2 separate regions of the Sus scrofa genome follow, and region 2 is linked to region 1. Evidence: chromatin contacts called from public HiChIP or PLAC-seq data. All regions are on one chromosome and are shown on one strand. The core of a region is the stretch at or near the end of the contact, and the rest is flanking DNA. Distances in the headings are between cores, read along the strand shown.

What was found. HiChIP or PLAC-seq counts read pairs in DNA pulled down with a chosen protein or histone mark.
Region 2: a contact with region 1 is called in an H3K27ac HiChIP or PLAC-seq map of alveolar macrophages. The contact joins the promoter of NDUFAF3 here to the promoter of ARIH2OS in region 1. A contact is called at or near these places in 1 of 5 promoter capture datasets (liver), 9 of 47 Hi-C or Micro-C datasets (blood, embryonic fibroblasts, fetal heart ventricle and 4 more) and 2 of 2 datasets of contacts at active chromatin or transcription factors (alveolar macrophages and skeletal muscle).

The regions. Positions count from the first base shown.
Region 1 is chr13:31,566,020-31,572,959 of Sscrofa11.1, reverse strand. It overlaps ARIH2OS, which reads left to right and starts at 2,412. Exons shown (of 3, transcript XM_013981653.2): 1 at 2,412-2,496; 2 at 2,577-2,830; 3 at 2,832-3,195. The coding sequence starts at 2,412. The coding sequence ends at 3,134. ARIH2 (E3 ubiquitin-protein ligase ARIH2) reads right to left here and starts at 2,934. Exons shown (of 16, transcript XM_003132197.6): 1 at 2,715-2,934.
Region 2 is chr13:31,653,606-31,660,545 of Sscrofa11.1, reverse strand. NDUFAF3 (NADH:ubiquinone oxidoreductase complex assembly factor 3) reads right to left here and starts at 3,605. Exons shown (of 5, transcript NM_001243606.1): 1 at 3,500-3,605; 2 at 3,220-3,412; 3 at 2,986-3,052; 4 at 2,791-2,891; 5 at 2,459-2,706. The coding sequence starts at 3,576. The coding sequence ends at 2,587. It overlaps DALRD3 (DALR anticodon-binding domain-containing protein 3), which reads left to right and starts at 4,240. Exons shown (of 14, transcript XM_021070653.1): 1 at 4,240-4,444; 2 at 5,157-5,230; 3 at 6,580-6,833; 4 at 6,911-6,940. The coding sequence starts at 5,176. It overlaps IMPDH2 (inosine-5'-monophosphate dehydrogenase 2), which reads left to right. Exons shown (of 15, transcript XM_005669533.3): 10 at 165-236; 11 at 924-1,067; 12 at 1,182-1,326; 13 at 1,421-1,564; 14 at 1,646-1,729; 15 at 1,833-1,904. The coding sequence ends at 1,854. It overlaps MIR425 (microRNA 425), which reads left to right and starts at 5,473; the gene lies at 5,473-5,552. It also overlaps MIR191.

The DNA.
Region 1 (6,940 bases), core at 1,163-3,662:
AAACCCATATGATATAATTACATATTGACAAGAGTGACATGACCTTCTAAGAAAAGAGTTAAACATCTGACAATAATTTAACGTGGAGTACTGGTGGTAAAAACGGATACCCAGTTCCCTCCCTCAGTTTGAAAGCCCACCACTTCACTCTTATTTTTCAGATTCCCTAAATTAATTACCACAATTTCAATCCTAAATGTTACATAGAGAGTGACAAAGCAAATTGCAACTGACTTAAACTGGACTTTTACTCTAAAGTCATCTCTACTGTGGTAATCTAACACTTAGAGAATACTGCCAATACTTCAGATCTCTATTCATGAAAAAATTATTTTCAAATAAAAAAACGCCCCAGGAGTTTCCATTGTGGCTCAGTAGTTAACAAATCTGACTAGCATCCATGAGGACGCAGGTTTGATCCCTGGCCTTGCTCAGTGGGTAAGGATCCCCACGTTGCCATGAGCTGTGGTATAGGTTGCAGATGTGGCTCGGATTCCATGTTGCTGTGGCTGTGGTGTAGGCTGGCAGCTATAGCTCTGATTCAAGCCCTAGCCTGGGAACCTCCATATGCAGTGGGTGCAGCCCTAAAAAACAAACAACAACAACAACAACAAAAAAAGTCCCCAACAGAATGCTCACTAGGTAATGTTAACACCCATTTCCCACCTCTCTTCTGACATGTTTAGGGCTATGTGACTTTTCTTTTTTTTCTTTTCACAGCCCCACCTGTGGCATACAGAAGTTCCCAGGCTAAAGGCAGAATCAGAGCTGCAGGTGCAGGCCTACACCACAGTCATGGCAACACCAGATCCAAGCCACATCTGCAACCTACACTGCAGCTTGTGGCAACGCCGGATCCTCAACCCACTAAGAGAGGCCAGATATCAAGCCCTCATCCTCACCAGCACTGTTGGGTTCCTAACCCACTGAGCCACAATGTGAACTCCATTCCTAAAATTTGACTTTTATCTGCATTTTTACATAAGATACTGCTTACTGGGCAAATAAGCATAAACAGTATTATAAATATTGCTCCCATCTGCAAAACAGCACTACCAATAATAGCTTTCATTTAATGACACCAATTTCAGGTCAGATTCATTCTCATTAAATGTTTATAACTCTACAAAGTAGCTATCATCCCCTTCTTATAAATGAGGAAAAGAGTTCAAAAAGATTAAATAACTTGCCCAGGTCCACACTGCTGCCAACCAGTAGAGTCCAGTGTTACACTTTCACCAGATCCGTGGCCTATGAGGACTCCTAACTCCCCATCACTCTCCTGGAGAGCCTAATACTATTCACAAAGCCACCTCCAGAATTACAATAAAAGAGCAAGGTTTTCACTTTCTCCGGATTTCTCTCCAGGATTTGGGCTTTAAGGGTTGCCCACAGGTTTCTCATCAACTTAATACTCAAGAAGGAGGGGAAAACATCAGGCTCCCTTCCAAAAAGAAGAACACCATTTCATACTTACTGAGTGTTCTAAGTCTAGACTTAAATAAAATCTTAATTTTTGTTACCTTTTCAAAGTTAAATAAACTTTATTCTACTTGAAAGAATACTGACACTGCTTAAGGAGACCAGTACGTTATTGCCTTATTACAGAACAGATGATAACGGTTTGATTTCCTCTGGATGTTAAATACTATCCCTACATCCCAAACAGAAAAGGAATAACTGAAACTACTTCCCACTCCACCCCCAAAGTCACGTGTTCAGAAGACCTGACATCCACTCCGTGCTAAAGAATTGAAACGGAAGACTTCTCAGTTTAAAGTTGACATGAGCAAAACAAAAACATTTTGGTGGATCTAACGATGTTTAACTACAGATATAATATTTAGCGCTAAATAGTCATTTACTAAATCTACATCTCCGAAGAAAACCTAGTAAAAAAATATGAATCAGCAACTTAGTTTCAAAACCCTACATTAAATCCGCAAGGTAATACGGTAGTCACTAACAACACACGGTTATTTAACTTAAAAATTAAACAAAATTTAACATTTGGCTGTTCAGTCGCACTATCCATAAATCAAATGCTCAAGGGCTACGGGTGGCTAGTGGTCAAGGGTTACTCAAAGGTACAGAATATACGCATTGTGAGAGAAAGTTCTATGGGACAGGGTAACAATCAGTACTGAGGTGAAGTCATCCGAGAACACAGTAGCCTCTCCCGCGGCTAGCACAGCAGGGTCCCCCGAGGCGGCGGCGCAGTTCCTGGGCTGCATATCGTGTCCGAAGGGCCGGGATATCCGCGAGGACACGGAGCCCACGCGCTGGGGAGCCTTCACTGGCGGGCGTTAACTAGCCGCGCGGGAGGCATTGCGAGAGTTCCCAGTGATGACTCGAATGGGAAACTCCGGAGGCAGTGAGTCTCCCTGGTGTGGCCGGCGGAGAGGGCCCAGATGCGCCGGCGCCAGTCGGTGAGAGGCGCCGGCCTCCGACCTTTACGCGAGCAGAGCAAGCGGCTAGAAGAGGAAAAACGGAGAAGCGCCAGGCGCTAGTCCGCTCAGACTACGGTTTTTAGCCGCCCCTCGGCGGGTAGCAGAGGGCGCTGAGACAGTGAAAAGGCTGCGGGGGGCGCCGGGACCTCGCGGGCAGCGACGAAGGCGGAGCCCCGGCCTGGCTAGGGAGGCGCGAGGAGAGCCCACCCCCCCTCCCCCGGCCCGCTCGGGTAAACAAGGCCGCGACTCGCAATGCGCACTCACCGGGAGCCGCGGCCCCGGGGCCGCTGAGCCCGGGCGGACCAAACTGGGTCGGGCCAGGCCTGAGGAACCGGACACAGGCGCGGCGGCGGCGGAGGCGGCGAGCCAACGCCGGTCAAGGCCCGCGCTGCTTCCTCTGGCGGAGCCTTCTTCGCAGCTCCGGAAGTGTTCGGAGCAGTTGCGTCACTTCCGGCCTGAGGTCGCCCCACGGTCGCCCGGGTCGTGACTGGCGCTGGGTGATAACGCTTCTGCGCGGTTGCTTCTCTGCAGCTTAGCGCTCCGACCCAGAGTGTGCCCAGCGCACTGCCGGCGCCGACTGCTGCGAGGGGCAGCAGAGGAAAGGGTTTGGCTTATTGGAGAGGGGTCACTCACTGCATCTCTTCCTGCTTTCTCCTACCAGCGCCGCCCGCCGGGATACCCTAAACCTGAGTTTTTCTTCTTTCTTTCTTTTTTTTTTTTTGGTCTTTTTGCCTTTTCTTGAGTCTCTCCCGCGGCATATGGAGGTTCCCAGGCTAGGGGTCGAATCGGAGCTGTAGCCACCGGCCTACGCCAGAGCCACATCAACATGGGATCCGAGCCACGTCTGCGACCCACACCAGAGCTCACAGCAACGCCGGATCCTTAACCCACGGAGCAAGGCCAGGGATCGAACCCGCAATCTCATGGTTCCTAGTCAGATTCTTTAACCACTGTGCCACGACGGGAACTCCTAAACCCGAGTTTTTCTGATGGACTCCTCACTTCACCGTTTGTTAGCCGTGTCCGGCACGGAGAAGACACCCTGACGTTCGTGGAATGGATAAAGGACTTCTATTTCCCATCCGCTCTCTGATCAAAGATCAAAGGAGAGCTGGGTCTTCGGGTCAGCGCACCGGGTCGGGATTTTCTGCCTACATTCAGATGCCGTCCCCTGGTGGCCGCGGATCTGCAGGACCACACCAAGCTTCCTTTTCCCTTTCCGCAGCCTACTTCTCCCATTCACCCAAGGCTGAATCTTAACTTTCTTGCTGCACAGTTTCTTCAAGAAGTATAGAAAGTGCCAATATGACATTCAGTACCTTCTATGACCTTTAACAAGTATTATGGATAGATAGAACCATGTAGGCTCACTCAGGTTGCTGCTGGACAGCATGGAAAAGCTGCTTCGGGTTTTTTTTTTGGGGGGGGTGGTATTTTTAGGGCCGCACTCGAAGCATATGGAAGTTCTCAGGCTAGGGATGGTATCATACTGCAGCTGTGGCCTACCCAACAGCCACAGCAACACCAGATCCGAACCAGCCGCGTTTGCAACCTACACCACAGCTCATGGCAACACTGCATCATTAACCCACTGACGCCAGGACCAGGGTTGGAACCTGTGTCCTCATGGGTACTAATCCAGTTCCTTACCACTGAGCCACTGGGGGAACTCCTATTGGTATATTTCTTGTACACGATTTTCAGGTTCCAGTTTAACTCACAGCATGTATCCAAATCAAGTGCATTCAAATACAAAGAAGCCCCAAATTAATTTGAAGTGAAAATTAATAGTAAGGAGTGAATAACATAAGATTATGAATTTTCTAGGAGTTCCCCAGTGGCTCAGTGGTTAACGAATCTAAGAACCGTGAGGTTTCAGGTTTGACCCCTGGCCTCGCTCAGTGGGTTAAGGTTCTGGCGTTGCCGTGAGCTGTGGCGTAGATTGCAGATGCGGCTCAGATGTGGCTCTGGCGTAGACCAGTGGCTACAGCTCCGATTCGATCCCTAGCCTGGGAACCTCCATATGCCACGGAAGCGACCCAAGAAAAGGCAAAAAGACAAAAAAAAAAAATTATAAATTTTATATATTAGTAACGCAAAAGTGTGTGTATAACCCAGTGTACTTATTTTATTTGTTTTGACAAAACATATCCATTACATCATGACATTAGTAAAGGACACAAAATGTATTTTCTGGTAACAAGATATCTTTTACTTAATTAGAATCTCTCACTTTGTGTTATTGGTAATAAATCCTCTCCAATAAATAAAAGGGAACATTTTTTTCTGCGTAATTATTGCATTTGCATCATTCACACATCAAGCATATGGGTGTATTGTACAATGTATTGGAATCCCATGTACCGGCCCTGTCTTTTCCTTGCTAAAGGTGAGTTTCTTTCTTTGTTGTTTTTTTTGTTTGGTTGGTTGGTTTTTTTTTTTTTTTTTTTTGCTTTTTAGGGCCCCACTGGCGGTTTATGGAGGTTCCCAGGCTAGGAGTCTAATCGGAGATAGAGCTGCCAGCCAGCATATGCCATAGCCACAGCAAGGCCAGATAGCCGAGTCTGTGAACTACACCACAGCTCACAGCAATGCCAGATCCTTAACCCACTGAACGTGGCCAGGAATTGAACCCACAACCTCATGGTTACTGGTCGGATTCGTTTCTGCTGTGCCACAACTGGAACTCTCTAAAGGTGAGTTTCTTAAGGGCACAGATCCAACCATGTTCTTTCTTTCTTTCTTTCTTTCTTTCTTTCTTTCTTTCTTTCTTTCCTTTCTTTCTTTCTTTCTTTCTTTCCTTTCTTTCTTTCCTTCCTTCCTTTCCTTCCTTCCTTTCCTTTCTTTCTTTCTTTCTTTCTTTCTTTCTTTCTTCCTTTCTTTCTTTCCTTTCTTTCTTTCCTTCCTTCCTTTCCTTCCTTCCTTTCCTTTCTTTCTTTCTTTCTTTCTTCCTTTCTTTCTTTCTTCCTTTCTTTCTTTCCTTTCTTTCTTTCCTTTCTTTCTTTCTTTCTTTCTTTCCTTTCTTTCTTTCCTTTCTTTCTTTCTTCCTTCCTTCCTTCCTTCCTTCCTTCCTTCCTTTCTTTCTTTCTTTCTTTCTTTCTTTCTTTCTTTCTTTCTTTCTTTCTTTCTTTCTTTCTTTCTTTCTTTCTTTCTTTCTTTCTCTTTCTCTCTTTAGAGCAGAACCTGTGGCAAGTTCCCAGGCTAAGGGTCGAATTGGAGCTACCAGCTTATGCCACAGCCACAGCAATTCTGGATCTGAGCAGCGTTTTCAACCTACACCACAGGTCACAGCAACCAGATCTTTAACCCACTGAGATGGAACCCACATCCTCATGGATAGTAGTTTTGTTTGTAACCTACTGAGCCACAATGGGGACTCCCCAACCTTGTTTTCAATATCGCTCTATTAAATAAATGTTTATTGGGCTGATGGTAATACTTTTGGGGGGGGAGGGGCTGAACTCAAGACATGTATAAGTTCCCAGGCCAGGGATTGAACCCCGGCCACAATCACAACCTGCACCAGAGCTGCAGCAAAGCCAAATCCTTGACCACTGTGCCACATGGGAACTTCCTAAAACCATTATTTTTAACTGGTGGAAATTTCTTTCCAGGAAATAAAGATTTAAAGATTAAACTAAAACAAGAATTCCCATCGTGGTGCAGCAGAAACAATCCAACTAGGAACCATGAAGTTGCAGGTTCGAGCCCTGGCCTCATTCAGTGGGTTAAGGATCGGGCGTTGCTGTGATCTGCGGTGTAGATCTCAGACACAGCTCGGATCTGACGTTGCTGTGGCTGTGGCGTAGGCTAGCAGCTGTAGCTCTGATTAGACCTCTAGCTTGGGAACCTCCATATGCCGTGGGTGTGGCCCTAATAAGCAAAAAAAAAAAAAAAAAAAAACAGTTGCTACAGTGACAATGCCAGATCTTTAACCTGCTGTGCCAACAAAAGAGCTTTATCTTCAAAATAAATTTGCACATGAAAGTTATATATATAAAATATAAAGTCCATCTTTGTCTCCGTGGCACAGGAATCTGTGCAGGATACAGTGGGAATGATTTGTCTCAGCTCCTTGATGTCTGGGGCCTCAGAAGACTCAAAGGCTAGGAGCTGGAATCAGGAAGAGTTATTTATTCATACATCTGGTGGTTGATGGTGACGTCAGCTGGGTGATGAAGGAATACCAACATCCTGTCACAATGTGAAAAGCATGTGTGATGGTATATATGTTGGTGTGGCCATCTTTTGAAAATATAATCTGTCCCATAGCGTTTATTACATATATCCTATGTCTTTCATATTTATTGCCTTTATTGATTTTTTTTTTTTTTTGAGCGAGGCCAGGGATCAAACCCGCATCCTCATGGATGCTAATTGGGTTCATTAACTGCTGAGCCACATCGGGAACTCTCACTTTTTTTTTTTTAATCTGCACCTGTGGCATATGGAATTTCCTAGGTCAAATAGAAGTTGCATGGAGTTCCCGT
Region 2 (6,940 bases), core at 2,356-4,855, 86 kb before region 1:
AATAGGGGCAGCCCCAGGGCCAAACAGGCTCCTTGGATGAGTAACATGCTGGAAGCAAGACGAGCTCTTGTCATTCTTCACCTGCCACTTCCCCCCTGCCTAGCCTGGCCTCCCAGCTCCTGCTCCGCACCCTCTCTAAACTCTGGTCTGTTTGTTTTATTTAGCGGCTCCCAAGATCCCTCCAGACATAAAGTCCCACAGCCCCAAATGCCCTTCTACTGTCACGGGCTGCTATAGTAAGTCTGGCCCGGCCCACTGGCCCAGCCCAGCTGCCCACTGCCCGGCTGCTTGGTTGACTGTAGCTGTAGCTCCCGGGGTTTGTGGTGCTGATGGGTGGGCAGGGCAAACTGAATGACAGACCATGGTTTTGGGAACTGCTCAAGAACACAGCTCCCATCTCTTCCTGGGATGCTTGTAGGGCAGGACCTCCTCCAGGTAGGCCCTGCCCTGCCCATGTCTCTTGCAGTAGTCACAGGTTAAGAACCAGCTATGGGATCCACTCTTCCTTCCACACCATCACTGCCCCTGATCTTGCCTGAGCTGCCCACAATGCAGGGAGCAAAGGGTGGGCCTCTGGGTACTAACTGCACCGTGACCCCTACCCGACCTGATGCCAATTGGGAGGGGCTTTCACAGCTGCTGACTGCATGTGCCTGAGGCTGCCCTGGGCCATGCATACATGCACGCGCACACGCGAAGGGTGAGTGAAGTTCCATCACAGCTATTTGTACTGTTCATGGCAGCTGGGACAGTAGCCATCCCAGACAAGACTTCCTCAGCCAGGCTGCAGTCCTGGTGCAAGTGTAGCGAGAGCTCCTGGGTGCCGATTGTGGCCACAGAGCTTCTTGCTTGTTCTCCCCCCCCCACCCCCAGCACCCAACTAACCCCATCCCCCCCACACTTCTTCCTCCATGTCTCAACAGTGCTGGCGTGTGGGCGTCCCCAAGCAACAGCAGTGTACAAGGTGTCAGAATATGCACGGCGATTTGGTGTTCCTGTCATCGCTGACGGAGGAATTCAAAATGTGGGCCATATTGCCAAAGCTTTGGCCCTTGGGGCCTCCACAGGTGAGGCTTACACCCAGGAAGCCTGGTGGGACTGCTTTCCTAATGCAGTCAGGGTCTTCCCACAGCACTCCTATCCACAATTATGATGGGCTCCCTCCCTCCTCCTGTCCATAGTTATGATGGGCTCCCTCTTGGCTGCTACCACTGAGGCCCCTGGCGAGTACTTCTTCTCTGATGGGATCCGACTAAAGAAATATCGTGGCATGGGTTCTCTTGATGCCATGGACAAGCATCTCAGCAGCCAGAACCGATATTTCAGGTGGGACAGGCAAGCCATTTACTGTATGCTAACTCTACATTGGCAGTATCATCAAGGCTCTGACCCTGTCTGTGTTTCTTGCCTCTTCTTGCAGTGAAGCTGACAAAATCAAGGTGGCCCAGGGGGTGTCTGGGGCTGTGCAGGACAAAGGATCCATCCACAAATTTGTTCCATACTTGATTGCCGGCATCCAGCACTCCTGCCAGGACATTGGTGCTAAGAGTTTAACCCAAGTCCGGTAAGTTTAGGGAGCAGGGCCATCGACTAGAGGGGCTGGACGAGGGCCAGCTCCCCACATCTGACCACCACCCCTGTTCAGAGCCATGATGTATTCTGGGGAGCTCAAGTTTGAAAAGAGAACATCTTCAGCTCAGGTTGAAGGTGGCGTCCACAGCCTTCATTCGTAAGTGACCAACCCTTTCCATTCCTCTGTCCTTGGGGTTGAGGTGTCTCCCATGCCTCGGTCTTCCTGCCCTCACCCTCACAGCTGGTCCTTCTGCCAACAGGTATGAGAAGCGTCTTTTCTGAAAAGGGATACAGCACACCTCCTTGGTTTTTCAATAAAAGTTTGAAAAAAAGTGATGCCTGATCTTTGAGGTCAACAACAAGCAGGTAGTGCTCTGCAGCTGCCACCATCACAGATACACACCAACACAGTACCGTCATTTCCAGGGAAAACCTCAAGCCCTGAGATGAGGGTGCTGTGAGCACCTGGACGTAGGTGGTAGTGCTAGATTCAGAAAGTCCCTTCTCTGGCAGCTCAGACCAGTTCTGGCTCCCAAGGGTTTGGTCTCAAACTGTGACTCTGACTGTAGCTGCTAAGAAAGGGTCACAGAACAGGCCATGAGGCTATAGACTGGCATCCACAGGGCCTCCTGCTAGCCCAAAGCTTGGCCACAGGGGATCAGGCTGAGACCCCACATACATGTTCTCTAACTTGAATCTCTAAAGGGCCTTGTGGAGAAAGCACTGAAGTCCCCTCAAATCTGCATGTGAGCAAAGAGATGTACAGTTTATAACAGACACCTATACAGCTTCCTCGCCTCTTGAGTATCCCCTTGATTTTTTCACAACCCCCTCCATGAACCCACGGAGCCAGCAGCTCCTGTCCAGCAATACACCTAGTACAAAATTGTGAGAAGTAGATTAAATTATTAATTTGCTGGCTAGAAAGACAAGTTGTTACAGTGCCAAAGGGGAGGAGCTAGTAAAAACTGGAAACCCCTGCACTCAGCAAAGGGTGGCAAGGTTCCTGGTGGTTCATTTTTTTGAGACTTGGGCCAAAGATGTGAGAGCAGCCCCTCCAGGTGGGGGAATGAGAGCAGCTCCTGTCACCCGGCCTTCATGACACAGGAAGTTGAAAGTGGCACAGGCATTGGGCTGCAAAGAGAAAGCCAGCATCAGCTGGGCTAGGGCCAAGGCCAGGCCTGGGCTCGCCTCAGCATTCCCGAGTACCAGACATACTGTGTCCTGCACTTCCACAGCGATGCCCCGCTGCCTCATGGCTCGCAGCACCTGGGGCTGCAGCCGCTCAGTCCGGTCTCCAGTGCCCACCACAACAATCTCTAGGGAAAGATGAGCATAGCAAGGCTGCAACGAGGTCTATCGAGAGGGTGGGTTTCCGGGGCTCATCACCTCAGCCTTCCCTTCCTCCAGTACCTATTCGGGGCTCCAGCATCCAAAAGAGAGAGAAGCTTCCTTCGGTGATGTCCTGGTGGGAACCTACCTGTGTGGGAAGGAGACAAGTTAATTACAAGTCTATGGAGGTTTCCCCACCGACCCTCTACCTGCTCCAAAGCGGGGCAAAAGAAAAGCCAAGTTTGCCAAGGACGGAGTCAGGAAGGCAGGCCTGACTCTGGTCCTCGGGTTTCCTTATTGCAGGGAAGGGCTCACGTTCCACTGCACCACCGAGTGCGGAAGCAGCGCGCAGGGCCCAAGCACGCGATTTCCATTGACCACGAAGCCGCGGCTGCTGTAGCTGTCGATGTACATCGCCTGCGGGGACTCGCGCTGCAGCAGAGATATTCGCGTCCGCTGATACAGCTCATCATCCGTCGGCGTGAGCCGATGCCCACGCCCTGGGGCCCTGCGGAGGGGTATGGTCGGGGTCTAAGGGGCTGGGAGTCGCTGGCTGTGGGGGGCAGGTGGTCAGGGACGGTGGGTCCGGCCTCACCAGGACAGCTGCGCGAGCGGCCAGCGAAGGATGTGTCGCGCTCGATACAAGCTCCGAAGCACGAACACCGCTGCCATGGCGGATCAGCGCACAGGGAGACCGGCGCAGGGTCAGCGGGGTCGTGGCGTCACCCAGCCCGGAGCAACGACAGCGCCCCCAGCGTCGCGGAGGGCACCGCGCAGCTCTGCCGGCCCCGGGCTGGAGACGGGAGGGAGCCGACCAGGGGCTTAGGTCCCAGCAGGGCGGGTCTCCCGGTGCGGCTCCAGTGTCTGCAGCTGCCGTCCGCCCCGCCCCAGGCCCCCGCAGGCCGTTCTGGGGGAGCCGGACACCTGGTGGCGTGACAGGCCTCAGCACAGTCTGAGCCCCAGCCGCGGCCGGGCCCCCGGCTCTTAGCCATTAAGCCGGGCTCTTGGGACCCGGGGAGGGGCGGCCTAGCACCTGTTCGAGTCCCGCACACCTGGCCAGGGCGTGGTGCCAGCCTCCAAATTTCTAATCCCGGCTTCGCGGAGTCGGATTCCGAGGGCGGTGCGGGCAGCTCAGGTTTCCCCCTCTCGCCCTCCGAGTTCAGCCCCTCCCAACCGTTCACCCGCGCGACCGTTGGCAACGCCGCGGCGTTTCACACCAGGCGTCGTTGCGCTTGGATTGGCTTCTCTGGAGGGCGAGGGGGCGTGGCTGAGTGGTTTCGCCTTAAAATGGCTCCAACTCTGCGGCTAGAACAAGCGGAAGAGGACGCGACGTCAGGCTGGTCGTTGCTGCTCCTGGGTCGGACCGGGCCGAAACGGACCAGACATTGAACTATACAGCGGCCGGAGTATCGCCCTATTCTTGTTCACCTCGCTCTGCGTCCAGAGAATCCCTCCCCCGCGTCTTGAGCCGAATCAGAAGGCCTACTGGTGCCAGAGTCGCTGGCGCCCGCGCAGGTTCCGACATCTCGGCGCGCCTACTGTATGGTGGCCTCCGGGGAAACATTGCTGCGTCTGCCGCCCGCGGGGCCAGGCTGGCGGGGGGGTTTCGAACAACCGAGGACGTTCTCAGTAGATCTCCGGGGGTCCCGTCGCTGCCTTGAGGGCTCATTGGGCTTCTCGCACTCCCGACACTGGCAGCGTCACCAGACAAAGGGCCCGGGTGCGGGGGTGTCCCAGGGGAGGGTTTACTTCCTCTCCGAGGCCCCACGGGCGCGCTTCCCTCTTGGCTGATCCTGAAGCCCGCCCCGCCACCGCCAGTGTAGTGGCCCTGACTGCATGGGACCAACAGGATTAATCCTACCCCGTGGATCTAATCCAGATTGGGACCCAGTCCCGGGGGGGGGGGTCCCCACCACACCTATTGTTTTGGGGCCCAGGTGAGCGAGCGGCTCGTTCCTACCGCACTTGATTTCACCACCTTCTCTTGGCTCCCTCTCCTGGGACTGGGAATGTAGGAAGTTTGATCTGGCACCAAGGCAAGAGATTACCCCTCTCAACCTCCCACTCCCCACGGCTGGACAGCGGGCAACGGAATCCCAAAAGCAGCTGTTGTCTCCAGAGCATTCCAGCTGCACTTGGATTTCGTTCCCTGCTCTCTTGCCTGAGCAGCGTTCTGGCCCAGATTCGGTGGGCTAGCCCCTGATCCCCAGACATACTTTATCGGGCCACTCTGATTTCTGTCCCTCTCTCAGGTGCGCCCTCAGGCTGGAAATGACAGGCGTAGACGTCGGGGAGCCCAGGCTGTGGCCATCTCTTGGATCCCAAGGTAGCACTGGCAAGGGAGGGAGGACACAGGGACTTCTGATTGGGCTGCAATGGTGGTCTGCAATGGTGGTGAGTCCCCCAGGGCCACCCCAGCCCACAGCTGACTAAAGATAGCCCTTCACTTCCTGGGGTAAAGCCACTGTAAGTGTCCTCATGCACCAAGAGTAGCTGAAGACCCCAGCTCAGCCTCTGGCCCCCAATCCTATTAGCAGCTGACCCTAGGTTGTGCACCTGCGGCATGGAAAGTGCTTTGGAATGACACGATCACTCCCGTTGAGTGGGCACCCAAGTAGCCATCGGGAATGTCGTGTCCGCCCAGTGCTCTTTCGGAGCCTCCCTGCAGGGCCTTGCAACCCTGGCCCAGAAAGGGACCTTGCCAAGCTTTTCCTGCTCCTAGAATCCTCTCTCTTCTGAGTTCTGGGCACTCTCACTTCTCCAGGGCAGAGATTATGGATGTTCTGCTGCATCAAGTTCAATCCCTAGTAAAAAAAAAAGAGAGAAAGAGGGGGATTTCCCTGGTGGCCCAGTGATTAAGGATTTGGTGTCATTACTGCTGTGGTTGGGGTTTAGTCCCTGGCCTGGGAATTTCCACATGCCAAGGTTGCAGCTACAAAAAGGAGAGAGAAAAGGGGGTTTAAGTTACTAGAAATGGAGACATTCTGGAGCCTTCCTGGGACAGAGGAAAGAGGTTTATCACTGGTAGAGGGACAAGAGCTGTTCTTAAGCTGGGACTTCTTATGGTCACATTGTTTAGTTGAGCCACAAAGGCTGGTTGCCTTAACCAGGAAGTGGGAGGATCCCTGTTAAAGTATACTAGGTTAAAGGAGAAACTTGAAAAGCTGGCAGTTCTGGAAGCCATCATGGTGGTTCTAATTCCTCAAAATTCAAGGGGAGAAAACCAGCAGTTCTAGCGGACTGGGATTTACTGGGAATAAAGACAACTCACATCTCAAAAGGAATGCTTGCAAATAACCTTAAGTTGCAGAACATAAATTCTCTTAAAAATGAGGATTTTTTCCCAGTAGGTCATAATGTTAGCTGCCCTATTTCAGTGACAGTTCACTTGGAACTTCTGCATTTTGATCATGTGCAAATGGGGGAAATAAAACGTTATCACAAATACATAAATACAAGACTTAGATGAAGACAGAGATCTCTATCTGAGCCCCCACTGGGTCGCGTGGATTCTTTACTTGGTTGCTAAGTCAAGCGACAGCTAGAGAACTGTAGGCCCGGAGCGGACGAGAGATTTCGGACCCGGGGGCCGACCACGCGGTGCGAGTGCCAGTGCTGGGGCCGTAGGACCAACGCGGTCGCCAGAATTTCCTCAGGCGCACCTGCCCTCTCCAGGACCACAGCCAAATCCCCGCCCCAACCAGTTGCCTCTTCCGGAAGTTCGACCCCAATACTTCCGGTTCTGCTTGTTCCTTCCGGTCGCCATGTCGATGGGGCGTCTTGGGGTCGAGGAGACTTTGGCAGCCCTCAACGCAGCCCTGGGACCTGGCGGCCCAGTGTGGTACAAGGAGACGCGAGCCCGCCATCTGCGTGCCCGAGACTTCTTGGCGCCGCGGCGCGCGCTACAGGCGCGCTTCGAGGAGGGCCAGGTAGGCACGGTCTTCCCGCAGGGCGAGTTTGGGGTAGCCGGAGCGCCGCGGCCGGCTCACCGGCTGGTCTCCCACAGGTGCCCAAGCAGGTCATTCACGCCATTGCC